2 separate regions of the Triticum aestivum genome follow, and region 1 is linked to region 2. Evidence: chromatin contacts called from public Hi-C data. All regions are on one chromosome and are shown on one strand. Each heading gives the region's core, a stretch centred on a gene start, on an enhancer-like site or on the middle of the called end of the contact. The rest is flanking DNA. Distances are from core to core; before and after follow the strand shown.

The links. Hi-C and Micro-C count contacts between places; a contact is called where the count stands out from the background.
Region 1: a Hi-C map of leaf shows a contact between it and region 2, with 6 times the contacts expected there. The contact joins the promoter of LOC123085673 here to the promoter of LOC123085669 in region 2. A contact is called at or near these places in 2 of 5 Hi-C or Micro-C datasets (both in leaf).

What each region holds. Positions count from the first base shown.
Region 1 is chr4A:149,959,081-149,961,895 of IWGSC CS RefSeq v2.1, forward strand. It overlaps LOC123085673 (ATP-dependent Clp protease proteolytic subunit 5, chloroplastic), which reads right to left and starts at 1,442. Exons shown (of 9, transcript XM_044507346.1): 1 at 1,326-1,442; 2 at 1,154-1,249; 3 at 788-908; 4 at 607-699. The coding sequence starts at 1,423.
Region 2 is chr4A:149,382,117-149,384,974 of IWGSC CS RefSeq v2.1, forward strand. It overlaps LOC123085669 (histone-lysine N-methyltransferase EZ1), which reads right to left and starts at 1,536. Exons shown (of 17, transcript XM_044507342.1): 1 at 1,164-1,536; 2 at 934-1,041; 3 at 480-814. The coding sequence starts at 1,220.

The sequences.
Region 1 (2,815 bases), core at 192-2,691, 580 kb after region 2:
GTTGCCCCCACGCGCCAATCTAGCATCGGCTCGCCCCCAGGCGGCTCTTTTTCGGCGCCCTGGGGGCCGAACGGCTGGAGATGCTCTAAGAAACTGGCAGAAGGAAAAGAGATTCATTTGTCTGAATTTACCATCATCACAAGATCACAAGAATATATACTCAATTCCAGGCCTACCTAGGCAGCTCAAAACCTAAGCACTGTGATGTAGCAGCAATACAAAAGTACCAGTAACAGTTGATAACTCCAGCACCTTCGTCACATAGGTATTGACAAACCAGGGTCCAGAAAAATAGAACTGTTTCCTACGAAGTCAAGTGATATTCATTTAACAGAGGAAGCGCATCCAAGAACCACAGTGCCACTCTACTTAACCTGAAATAACAACTTCGAGCACAAGTTCCACTTACGTGTAGTGTGAGGCCCTAGAATGTGCTTGAAGCTAAAGCAACACACTACATCCTTTGATAATTGATATACAGATCAGCAATTCCAAAGTAGGCTAGGATGAATAGATCATAACAAAGCTTCTGCCAAGATAGCTATTCATCTGGGACAGGAATTAGGAACTGCGCACAAGGAGAGAGTTTCATTTTTCGCAACTTACCTTGTTAGGATCAACGGCGTCCAGGTATAGCAGCTGCGCAACAATGACGTTGGCCATATCATCCTCCACAGGACCGCCGCATCGGATAATTCTCTGCAGCAGGACGCGCGCACATTACACTCGCAAAAAGGCCCTAAAGAGCAGATCAAACAATTGTGCACACAGTCCAGTATTCCCGTACGTGCTGAAAGAGCTGGCTGACGACGCTCTGGAACCGCTCCATTACCATGGGCGAGGGCCCGCGCTCCTGCCCCGCGGCCTCCACAGGGAAGTAGGGCGACCTAGGCATCAGCAAGTCGTCCCTGGCAGACACACACGCACAGCGCCATCAGCACCCTTAGATCCCCAACTGAACCTCGTCCAGCGTACCAAACAGACGATGCGAAACTACAAGGCTTTCTGCCACGAAATTGATTTCATCCTTTTCGTTTTGGAACCGGGCTAGTCCCCATTCCATTGCTCGCAGAACGGAAATAGTACTACATAGTCGGAGTTTAACAGGATACAGGAAGCGCGAAAGAGAAGAAGCGAGTGGAATTGACTTCACCTGATCGACCAAATCCCGCGCCTGTGAGCAGCCCCGTGCAGTCCCACTCCGCCGCCGCCGGCAGAGGCGGCCACGGACCTAGCGCACCTCCGATTCCTGCGAGGCGGACATGGTTAGGGTAGAGTGGTTGGAACTGGAAAGCGGGGAGGAACAGTGCGGGAGAGATGGGAACCTGAGGAGCGGGAGGGATCTGGGGGGCGGATTGGGGCTGGGTTTGGGGCCAAGGAGAGGGGCGGTCAGAGAGGAGGGGGAGGCGGTGGAGGTCGCCATGGGCGGGGCGAGGAGAGAGCTCGCGGTGGGGGTTTTGGGCGGAGGGGGCTTTGGCTGCGCTTCTTATCCGGGAAGAGAGTGCTTAGAAGAAGGCAGTGAGACTGTCTGTGGGCGAAGAAGTGTGGGCTTGTTTAGCCCTGGGCTTACATGGTGCGGCAGATTGGCAGTACATCTCATTTGCAGGGTAAAATAAAATAAAACAAAATAAGAAAAATTAGCCTCTCACCCTTCCCTCGAAATAAAAAAAGGGAAATGCTAAAATCTGACGTAGCATGACAAATCTAATGTTTCTCATAGCAATTTATGTTGGGATGAGGATGACAAATGTAGCTGGCGAGCATGGCAATTTTTTGGCTGCCATGCTCACCAACTAAGCTTGCTACCCTTGACAAACATAATTTGTTATGAAAAACATTCGATTTGTCTTGCCTAAAAATCTGAAGTTCGTTGTATATTCCGATCCAAAAAATAAGCCTCTCATCTTAAATCTCAGTTACGCTCTAGCAAAAAATTAATACTATTTAGTCAGCGGTTAATTAAAGCTAGTCGCCTACAATTCTTTCTACACATGTTGAGTTTATTGCCACAATTGGGAATTTGTCACACTTCGTCAGTCGTATACTTCTTGTCAGATGTATCTTCTTTGTCAGCAGATATTTTTAGATCATTTCTTGGTCACATCTTGACTTTTCTGTTAGTTGTGTCCTTAAACTAAAAAGTAATGATACAACTTTTAGAATCATCATTGTATATGGGTCTCCATATGAAGAAGGAAAAGAGGCTTTTATTTCAAAGCTTCACTCCATGTTCATGGAGTGCCCCTCCCCCACTCTGATTGATGGTGACTTTAATCTGGTTATGTGTAACGCCCCAAGATCGGAGCTTCAGACGCCTTTCATGTTTTTCGAGTTTCGTCATGTGAGTTGTTGGTTTGTTGCATTCATCATCGCATCATGTGCATTGCATCATGTCATCATGTCATTAATCTTTGCATCTTAACTCAACTAAATAAATTACATAGATCTTTCGATCTATTTAAACCAAGGGAATTCACATGATGAGTTCTTTTTATAACATATCATCCCAGTATTTAGGGAGCTATTATAAATATTCCAATAATTTGGAATTAACCATAACACACGTGCAAATATAATCCCATGCCTTTCTATCCAAATCCTTGACCTCAACTTTGCCCATAAAATTCTTTCGGCACATTTCCAAGCTCCACCAATAAACTCAACATTTTTTTGGACTCTTCGAAAACCTAGTCCCAATTCAAAACCATTTGAATTATATTCAAATGAATTTGAATTTTTATCTTTTGATCATGCCACTTCTATTTTTCTTGGATAAAAATCATTTTTTGAGTCCGGAAAAATAACCCCCATGCCC
Region 2 (2,858 bases), core at 286-2,785:
AGCACGACGCATCAATCATGTCGATAGTCATATTTCTTGGAATGATCATGGATATACAGAATGCTTATGGATTTGCATATGTTCTTAAATTAAGGAACTCAAATTTCCCCACTTCATCCCAGAGCAATATCCTTGATAACGCTATCTGAACATGTCATGCTCAAGTAATTAAATATATGATTTGTCAAATTCTTATGCAGCTCCCCAAGCTAAAAAAAACTTCTACCTATGGCTTGCATGACTAAGTTGTTCAAATGCCTGAACCCATGCACATTCGAGTATCCACGCATATATATCTCAAGTTAATTAACTCTATCATGAGTTCATGACTAAGTTGTTCATCTAAATGCATGCACATTGAAGTATCCTTTCATAAATCTCAAGTTAACTCCATATGGCATATGAACTAGTACTGTAGAACTGAAGAGCAACCTAATATTAAGTCATCAAACAGGTCAAATAGAGTAGCAACACTATACTTGTCCAGGAAGATCCACGTGGTGTACGGAGGAATCTTATCAACCAGCGGCAGCTTCACAAGCTGCAAAACGATGGACTGTGCGCTGTCGCCGGAGCTGGAGAGCACGAGCGTCCCGTCGGCCGACAGGTTCTCCTCCTGCACGTGCACAACCTCCCTCTCCCCCGACCCTCTCGCCAGGTTCCAGCCAACGATCCTGGACTGGCCCTCCGCGGCGAGCTGCGACAGCACGTTGCTGCTCTCCGAGCCCCTCGACGCCGCCTCCGCCAGGGCGGCCACATCGAACAGGCCGCAGGTGTGCTTCCGCAGCGCCCTCCTGTTTGCCTCCAGCTTCTCCTGTCAAAGGTCAAAACAGGACACAGGTACAAAGCTCAATCCCCGGACCAGATTGAGTGACCCAACAAAACTCACAATTCACAACGAATTCTGTAGATGCGGTCGGTGCTCTGCTTTACCTTGATCGAGGCGAGGCGGGCCTGTTGGATTTGGCGCTTCAGCTGCGTAAGCTTCCCATGGAGCGCCATGAGTGAGGAGGTGCCCACGCCGAGCCCCTGATCCGGCCGCTGCGGAGCACGAAAGAAAAAAAAACAAGGGGACGGAAAAGGATCGAACCCGATCAGATTGGGGAGGGAGATCGAGGCGGGGAACCGGGCCGCTAGGGGAATCGGAGGCCGGCGAACGCTACCTTGGGGCCGTCCCGGTGGGAGGAGGAGTCGGAGGCCTTGGACGAGGACGACGCCATGGCGATGGCGCGAGCCGCCGCAGGCCCACACTCCTCCTGCTCCTCGACGCGAGGAGCCCTGCCTTCTCTGACCCTTGTCGACGCGACGGCTCTGCACTATAGCTAGCAGCATAGGCAGGCTAGGATCCTCTTTGCGGGAGGCTTAAGGTCTGACAGGTAGGTGGCCTGGCGTCAGTGGGGGCCTCTCGCTGCACGGGCTTCCGGATGGGCTCACGTCAAGTGGCGGCGGGCGTCGTTGGGTAGCGAAGGATTTAGAGGTCCAAGGGAGGTCGTGGCCGTCTGCACCGCTGTGCTGTGATCCCGCCGACCACCGACCACCGTCCACCGGTGTGGAACGCAAGGGAAGCGATGGCGGAGAAAGAAATGCGAGAGACGTTAGGCTAGCCATAGTAACGATGGCTGTTATCATGCACTCGGCGCTAGCAGACACGCCGATGTACCAGACAATTAAAGAAGAGGGGGTTTTAGAGTAATTTAGGTAGATACCGTATCATAAAAAATGAAGTATTATGCTATTATGTTATATAATAAATAAGTTCATCTATGATACTATTTCATTCATAATATTATGCACGTATATGATACTCCTCACTATGAATAGCCTTAATGATTCACCTACGCACAGAACATAAACACACTTGTCGCAATAACACGGTAAAAGGGATGTCAGTCCTCTTGTCTAGCTAGTTACAAGATTAAACACAAATGATAGGGATATACTCCCTCCGACTTTATTTACTCCGTATATTAGCTTTGACTGAAATGTGAGCAGCCGTTCCAATGGGTACCTCCCCCTGCCGGCTGGACAAAGCTGAATACCGATGGTAGCTTTGTACAGGCCACAAGCGCAACAGGGGGCGGGATGGTCCTTAGAGACGATAGAGGGAAGCTCATTTTTACATCATGTAGGCAGCTGCTCACATGTGACAATAGCCTTCAAGCAGAGTTGGAAGTATGCAGAGAGGGACTGTAGTTGGCTTTGTACCGTACCAACCTGCCCATATTGGTGGAGTTGGATTACTCTGAAGCGGTGTCGATGCTATCGGCCAAGTCAACAAACCGATCACAAGTCCGAGCACTAGCAGAGGATATAAACAGGATGATGCTGAATCTAGGGAGATTTCATTTTCTCACATTAGTAGATCACAACATAATGTCAGTCATGCACTAGTCGCGTATGGTCGTAGTACCCCTCGCATGGTTGTCTGATTGAGGTCAGGTTTAGACTGCATTATAAACATTTCCGAGTCCGAGAAGCCTCCGTGAGTCAATGAAATCTTCCTTTTCCCCGCAAAAAAAGCTTTGACTGAAATCAAACTAAAGTTTGACCAATTTTGCAGAAAATAATATGAACATTTACAATAACAAATTTATATGATGTGAAAATATATGCGATTATGAATCCAATCGAATTGATTTGGTGGTGTATATATTAATATATTTTTCTTCAAACCTCTTGAAAGTATATCAAGTTTGAATTTAGACAAACCTAATATGCAGAGTAAATAAAAACAGAGGAAGTAAATAGTAAGAAGGTAAAAACGGCAAAATAGTAATAGCAATTGTGTAGAAGAATTCAGTAATGTAGAATAGACCCAGGGTAGACCCGGGCATGAACAACTCGGCTCGAAAGCCCGA